2 separate regions of the Canis lupus genome follow, and region 2 is linked to region 1. Evidence: chromatin contacts called from public Hi-C data. All regions are on one chromosome and are shown on one strand. The core of a region is the stretch at or near the end of the contact, and the rest is flanking DNA. Distances in the headings are between cores, read along the strand shown. Region 1 overlaps TMCC1 (transmembrane and coiled-coil domains protein 1). Region 2 has its middle 21 kb from the start of PLXND1.

Evidence for each region. Hi-C and Micro-C count contacts between places; a contact is called where the count stands out from the background.
Region 2: a Hi-C map of skin fibroblasts shows a contact between it and region 1, with 3 times the contacts expected there. The contact joins two enhancer-like sites. A contact is called at or near these places in 5 of 9 Hi-C or Micro-C datasets (amygdala, blood, liver and 1 more).

The regions. Positions count from the first base shown.
Region 1 is chr20:5,432,712-5,436,113 of UU_Cfam_GSD_1.0, reverse strand. The region is part of intron 3 of TMCC1 (transmembrane and coiled-coil domains protein 1); the gene reads right to left. Among named protein-coding and RNA genes, the nearest start is that of TMCC1, 73 kb to the right of the region's middle. Within about 2 kb of position 2,078, at least 2 of the 20 cell types and tissues checked have an H3K27ac peak or open chromatin away from gene starts, as enhancers often do.
Region 2 is chr20:5,606,636-5,610,228 of UU_Cfam_GSD_1.0, reverse strand. No RefSeq gene overlaps it. Among named protein-coding and RNA genes, the nearest start is that of PLXND1, 21 kb to the left of the region's middle. Within about 2 kb of position 1,803, at least 11 of the 20 cell types and tissues checked have an H3K27ac peak or open chromatin away from gene starts, as enhancers often do.

The DNA of each region.
Region 1 (3,402 bases), core at 829-3,328:
CATCACCATGGTAGCTTTTGGTGCACTCACCTAGGTTTGCACTTTCATCTGTACAACTTTTCATAGATTCAAAGAACAATGTTGGCAAGAGCACTAAAATTCAGAGTTAAGTAACAGGCTTGTTTAAAATCACTCAGCTAATATATACAATGGAATATTACTCAACTATTAGAAATGACAAATACCCACCATTTGCTTCAATGTGGGTAGAACTAGAGGGTATTATGCTGAGTGAAGTAAGTCAATTGGAGAAGGACAAACATTATATGGTCTCATTCATTCGGGGAATATAAAAAATAGTGAGGGGGATTATAAGGGAAAGGAGAGAAAATGAGTGGGAAATATCAGAGAGGGTGACAAAACATGGGAGACTCCTAACTCTGGGAAACGAACAAGGGGTAGTGGAACGGGAGGTAGGTCGGGGGATGGGTGACTGGGTGGCAGGCACTGAGGGGGGCACTTGATGGGATGAGCACTGGGTGTTATGCTATATCTTGGCAAATGGAACTCCAATTTAAAAATATAAATAAATAAATAAATAAATAAACCTAATTCCGCCCCCTCCCCCCTAAATAAGATAAAATAAAATCACTCAGCTAGTATATGACAAATTCAGGACAGAAGCTTTTTCCTTTTTAAACTGTTTTCCATTATAATCAAGCAAACTTTAATGTGATAATTATTTTCCACTCTTCAATTTGAGGATGAAGTATAAAATCTGACTGAATAATCTTACAAGTAATCTGAGGGTTTCAAAGTTTGACTCACCATGAAACAATGATTATATGTAAAACCTGATGAAACCAAACTAAAGATCTATTTTGAATCTGAAGGCTACCTTTCTCCCCTAATTCTGTTCATTTCTTCCCTTGATGTTATCACTTTATTTTTAAACATTAATAGTATCCTAATATGGAGGCACATTTATATAATACATTGAAATTTCAAAGCATTTACTTAAATAATCTAAATTTATACCATAAAATGTATACTTGACTTCAGGACCACTATGAATCTTCCCACTGTTCAAAACACGGCCTATCTCTAGCATACAGTCATTAAAACACACATTCAATAGCCATCTTAAGTTATTATTCTTTCATTGGGTCTTCTTCTATTGTAGTAACTTAATAGTTTTTCTAAGATGTTTTATGTTCTTGCATAAGATTTACATCAAGGCTCATTATTCCTTTCTTCACAGAGAACTCCTCTCTTGCTAATCAACTCTCCTTTCCTTCTAGGGAAATCCTATTCCAGACCTTCAAACTGATCATTGTTATTCTCTTGCTTTGACTTCACTGTTCTATTTAAGGGTGCTAAGACCCTGGTTTCAGCCATCATCATTTCTCGCCTAAATTCTACAACAGACTCCTAACCATTCTCCTTTCACCCTAGACTCCCTGCAGTCTACTCACATGGCAGCCAGAGTGATTCTTTAAAAAAGAAGTCGGATAGGGGCGCCTGGGTGGCTCAGGTGGTTAAGTGTCTGCCTTCGGTTCAGGTCATGATCTCAGGGTCTAAACTACTGTTCTCTTTCACTTGGACTGCTATAATAGCCTGCTGGCTCATCTATCTACGTTCTATCTAAACCTACTCCAACCTACTCTCCATGCTATAAACGTAATGATAGTCTGTAATCACAAAGTTGACATTGCACTCCACTCCCCCAAGCCTTGCTTAAAATTTTTTGATGTTACCATCATTCTTAGGTGAAGAAAAACTGCTTAACATTGTCTGCAGAGGGATCCCTGGGTGGCGCAGTGGTTTAGCGCCTGCCTTTGGCCCAGGGCGCGATCCTGGAGACCCGGGATCGAATCCCACGTCGGGTTCCCGGTGCATGGAGCCTGCTTCTCCCTCTGCCTATGTCTCTGCCTCTCTCTCTCTCTGTGTGTGACTATCATAAATAAATAAAAATAAAAAAAAATTGTCTGCAGACCTCTATATGAACTGCACCTATCTCTCCAGTCTTAACCAGTATGCACCTGAATGCATGCACACTTGCCAAGTATATACACCTGCCATTCTATCCTTCGTACTCAGCAAACCTCCCCCTTCTTAGGACCTTTGTACTTGCAGCTCGACTACCTCATTCAGATAAACCTGTTTATCCTTTCAATCTCTTTCACTTCCTCAGCAAAGTCATACCCTGACTTCCTTAACTAGGTCAAATGTCCTTATGATATCAGCTCCAGTAGCATTTGCCACAGTTGAAAATTTTATGTTTTACGTGTCCCCATCTGATTATAAACTCCATGAGAGCAAGAATCACATCACATCATATCACATAATATCTGCAGTGCCTAGCATGTATCAGGTAATATATATTTGCTGAATGAATGACTAAAAGCATAAGCCGTAATATGGAAATACGAAAACTTTACAGGAAGAATAAAAAGTGCGGGAAACAAGTGCTAAGTTCTGTATGAGGCAGTAATGACATAAGGTAAAGAAGTCCACACGGGCTAAATTGCGGAAAGCCTTGCATGACTTTTTAACGAACTTTCTTTACTCCTCACATAATAGTGGACCCAGTGAAGGGTTTTTTAGCAGTGGAAATGGCATCATTTGCTTTGTGCTTTAGATAGCTCTCACAAGCTACATGCAGTGTGGACAAAGGATCTGAAAGGGCAAGGAGATGGATGGAGGCCCAAACTAGGGCACAAATTTGGGGACTGTGTGATTGAGGGGTGAAAGAGATCAGAATAACTCTTTAAGGTTGCCAACATGGGTGACTAGTGGCTTCAGAAAGTCATATCTAGTAACTATCAAACTCATGGGCTGACTGCACTAAAATCATGTGGGGCCTTGATTAAAAGTTTTCTTCTAACTTAGAAATCCTGGGAGTGGCACATAAAAATTGTATTTATAACTAGTGTCCTAAATGATATCTTCTGTAGTCACACAAATTTGGAAACAACAAAGAAAACATACTAGAAGATTGAAAAGTTATGAGAGATAATGATTAATTTAAATTTGGAAATGACGTGTTTGAATTACCTATGCAGATAACCAACAGGCAGTGAGAGAACTAATTCTGAACATCACAGGACTGGTCCAGTTGGAGACCAATATTTGTTGGAGGCTGAAAGTATGACAGCATTTAAGTTCACAGAAGTGAAAAGAGTGGTATGGCTATGGTTAAAACTCCAAAGGACACAACACTTAAGATACAGGGAAGAGAGGGGATCCCTGGGTGGCTCAGCAGTTTGGCGCCTGCCTTTGGCCCAGGGCGCGATCCTGGAGTCCCAGGATCGAGTCCCGCGTCGGGCTCCCAGCATGGGGCTTGCTTCTCCCTCTGCCTGTGTCTTGCCTTTCTACCATAAATAAATAAATAAATCTTAAAAAAAAAAAAAAAGATACAGAGAAGAGGATTTGTTCATTATTCAAAAAAATACCCTGAAA
Region 2 (3,593 bases), core at 554-3,053, 170 kb before region 1:
CAATCCCCAACGCCAAAAGAAAAGAAAAAGAAAAGAAAAGAAAAGAAAGAAAAGAAGAAAGAAAAGAAAAGAAAGAAAAAGTATCAGTGGCTGCCAGGGGCTGGGTTAGGGTCAGGGATCAACTAGGAAGGGGCCCCAGGGAATTTTCCTGGAAGCTGAGAATGTTCTATCTTGTTCTGAGAAACAAAAATTCATCAAACTTCACATTTGAGATCTGTCCATTTCCCTCTAGGTAAATTTTACCTTAATTAAAAAAAAAAAAAAAAACGGGGGGTGGGGGGGATGTTTGAAAACCCCTGCTCCCCTCGCCAGGCCTGCAGGTGGGCAGCGCTGAGGGCAGAGGTGGGTTGGGGAGGACCCCTGGCCTCCAGGACAGGCGCCATGGGAGGGTCCCGGGGGAGGGCACGGGGGGGTGTAGAGGGTCCCGGGGGAGGGCACGGGGGGGGGTATAGAGGGTCCCGGGGGGAGGGGCTGTGGCTCGCGGCCCGAAGCAGCGCCACCTCCGCGTCCCCCTCGCCCCGCGGCCCCGCCCAGGCCGAGAAAGGCCGGACGCGGGTCGGCCGGGTGGCCGGGGGCCCATTGTCCGCACGTCCGCTGCAGCTCCGCCCCTGCCATTGTCCCCGGGTGAGACCCTAGGCCCGAGCGGGTCGGCCGGCGGGCGCGGCAAGGAAGCGGGCTGGGGAGGGACGTCCAGGTCGGGCCCCGGGGAGGGCACCGAGGCCAGGCCCTGCCGCCCGCCCGCCTGGGTCGTCCGAGGCCGCGGAGCCCTTCGATGCTCCCGGGGCGCGGGGCCGCCACAGGGCGGGGAAGAGGGCGGGGCCTCCAGGGGGCGGGGCCTCTATAGGGCGGGGCCACAGGGGCGGGGCCTCCAGGGGGCGGGGCCTCCACGGGGCGGGGCCCCCGCTGGCGCAAACCCGCGCCCTCCGCGCCCTCCCCGCACCTGCCGCTCCCGGCCCCGAGCTCCTCGGAAACCACGGACGCCGCGGGCAGGACACTCCCTCGCGCTCGCGCTCGCGCTCGCGGGCGGTCACCTGGGAGCGGAGCCAGGGCGGGGGGTGAAGGGCCCGGGGACAAGCATTCCTGCCCGCGCTGACGTCCCCGCCCTGTGCCGGGCGCCGTGGGCACCCCGGGGAGCCGCGAGGGTCCTGTCCGCAGGCGTCCCCGTCCCAGCGCGGGAGACCGGCGGGGAGGGCTCGCGGCGGGGGAAGGGGCGGGCGGGCGGGTGTGAGGCCGAGGCGCGTGGGGGTGGGGGAGGTCAGGCGGCCGGACCCAGACTAGGGCTCGGTGGCGCTTGGATGCCCTGCTTGCTGAGGAAGGGGCACAGGAGGACCTTGGTCCTAGTCATGCGCAGCCTCCTGTCTTCTCCGGGCCTCGGTTTCCCTACTTGTAGACGGCGTGTGATCTGAGTTGGAAGCTCTGAAATTCCGACTCCTTTCAAGCCGAGATTAATGTGACTTCACATTAGCTGTTCGCAGAGGCAGACGGATCTGAGCAGCGGGGAAATCGAGCCGGCGTAGGGGGGTGCGGCCGCGGGAGGCCGGAGCCCGCCGGGTGCCTGGACCCGCCTGGACCCGCCGGGACCCGGGGAGGTCGGGCGCCGCGGCCAGAGGCTCTTGGACTCGGAGGCTGCGCGCCCCAGGCCGGCCACCCGGGGGCGACAGAGACCAGGCTTCCCGCACCTGCTCGTTTTCGGGTCGTTTCCATCACCCAAACGTTGTGAGAACAGTACAGAGAACTCTCGCACCCCCTTCTTAGCCCCGATTCACCAAGTTTTCGCATTCTTACCCACTCTCTGCATATTCACATCCCCCTTCAAGCACCGGAGAGTAGGTCGCAGACGTGACGCCCCTAGACTCTAAACCCTTCAATGAGTACTTCCCAGGAGCAAGGGCGTTCATTCTGTTACACAACCACAGCAGAGTTTTCAAGATCAGGGGATTTCATCATGAGGCAATACTATTACTTAGACTGCAAAACCTTGTTCGAATATTGCCACTTATCCCAAGGAGGTCTTTTACAGCATGCTCCCCTACCCCACCACCAGCTCCCCCCACTCCACCCCCACCCCCAGGGTCCCCTCCAGGACCACATTTAGTTGTGGGCTTTTATTTTATTTTAAAGATTTTATTTATTTATTCATGAGAGAGAGGCAGAGACGCAGGCAGAGGGAGAAGCAGGCTCCATGCAGGGAGCCCGACGCGGGACACATCCGGGGACTCCAGGATCACACCCTGGGCTGCAGGCGGCGCTAAACCGCTGAGCCACCTGGGCTGACCCCCGTGGCTTTTATTTTAATTGAAAATAAAATACCCCGTGGGTATCCTGTGAGCTTTTATTTTAATTGAAATTTATTCACTAAGCTTTCCTGGGCTGAAGTAATTTGAGAAGATGGATATAGAGATTTCCAGCCTCACCATTCTTAACTGAATGACCCTGGGCAGCTCCCAGGTCCTCTCCCCTGAGAGTGCCAAGGTCTGGGCAAGGCTCATGGGAGAGGATGGAGCAGACAAAGAATGCGCTTGCATTCTGAGATGGAATCTTTCTTTCATCCTTCTTGGCCTGACCCATTTCCCCAGGCCTGTGGTCAAGGGGTTCATCATCCTCACTCACCACAGTCTTCAAATGGGGCACCGACTCTTTAAAAAAGCAGCTTCTTGTTTTGGGAAAGAAAGGCAAATGCCCCCGACCCAAGGTCAACAAAAGGCCAGTTGGAAGTCCTGCTCTGGGTCTGGAGAGGAAGAAGGGCTCTAAGGGCTCCAAAGCTTGGGAAGAAATCCTCTTGCCAGGCAAGTAGTTCCCATGTTTTGCCTGTAACAAAATTGCAGGAGGGCCCTCATCTTCTTGTCAACCAATAGAGATTAAACATAATTTCTTTAAATGGAAACATACACAAAAGCAGAGGGACCAGTATAATGAACGCTAACTTACCTATCACCTAGTTGCAACAAAAAGTAATGCTTGATGATGGATTACTATTGATTTGGCATAAGACTCAAAAGGAAGTTAAAGGAATTTTAGAGTTAACTTGCTCCAATACCACTCCCTTTCTTTTCTGTTGCCTCTTTATGTGACAAGACCTCTGAGTGCTTATACATGAGAACTAGGATGAGATGAAAGTGAACACTGTCTCATCATAGACATAAGGAATATTTATCCACTGGTACACAAAACCAGGGAAATCTGATCAACTCATTAAAAAATGCATTCAAACAAAATATATTTTTTTAATTTTTTTTATTTGTAATATATTTATGTTGTTTTGATCAGTTGCATGCTAATAACATTTGTAATGATAACTTTCCAAAATAAGAGGGTTTTTTTTTAAAGATTTTATTTATTTATTCATGAGAGACACAGAGAGAGAGGCAGAGACGCAGGCAGAGGGAGAAACAGGCTCCATGCAGGGAGCCTGACGTGGGACCAGGATCACGCCCCGGGCTGAAGGCAGCACTGAGCCACCTAGGGATCCCCAGAGTAACAGTTTTTAAACACTTACGTGACTTACCATCACAGAAAATTTTAAATATTTGAAGCTTTACTTGTCTATAGTTTTTCCTACAGAGAAGTAGGAGCATGTAATCACATAAAATATA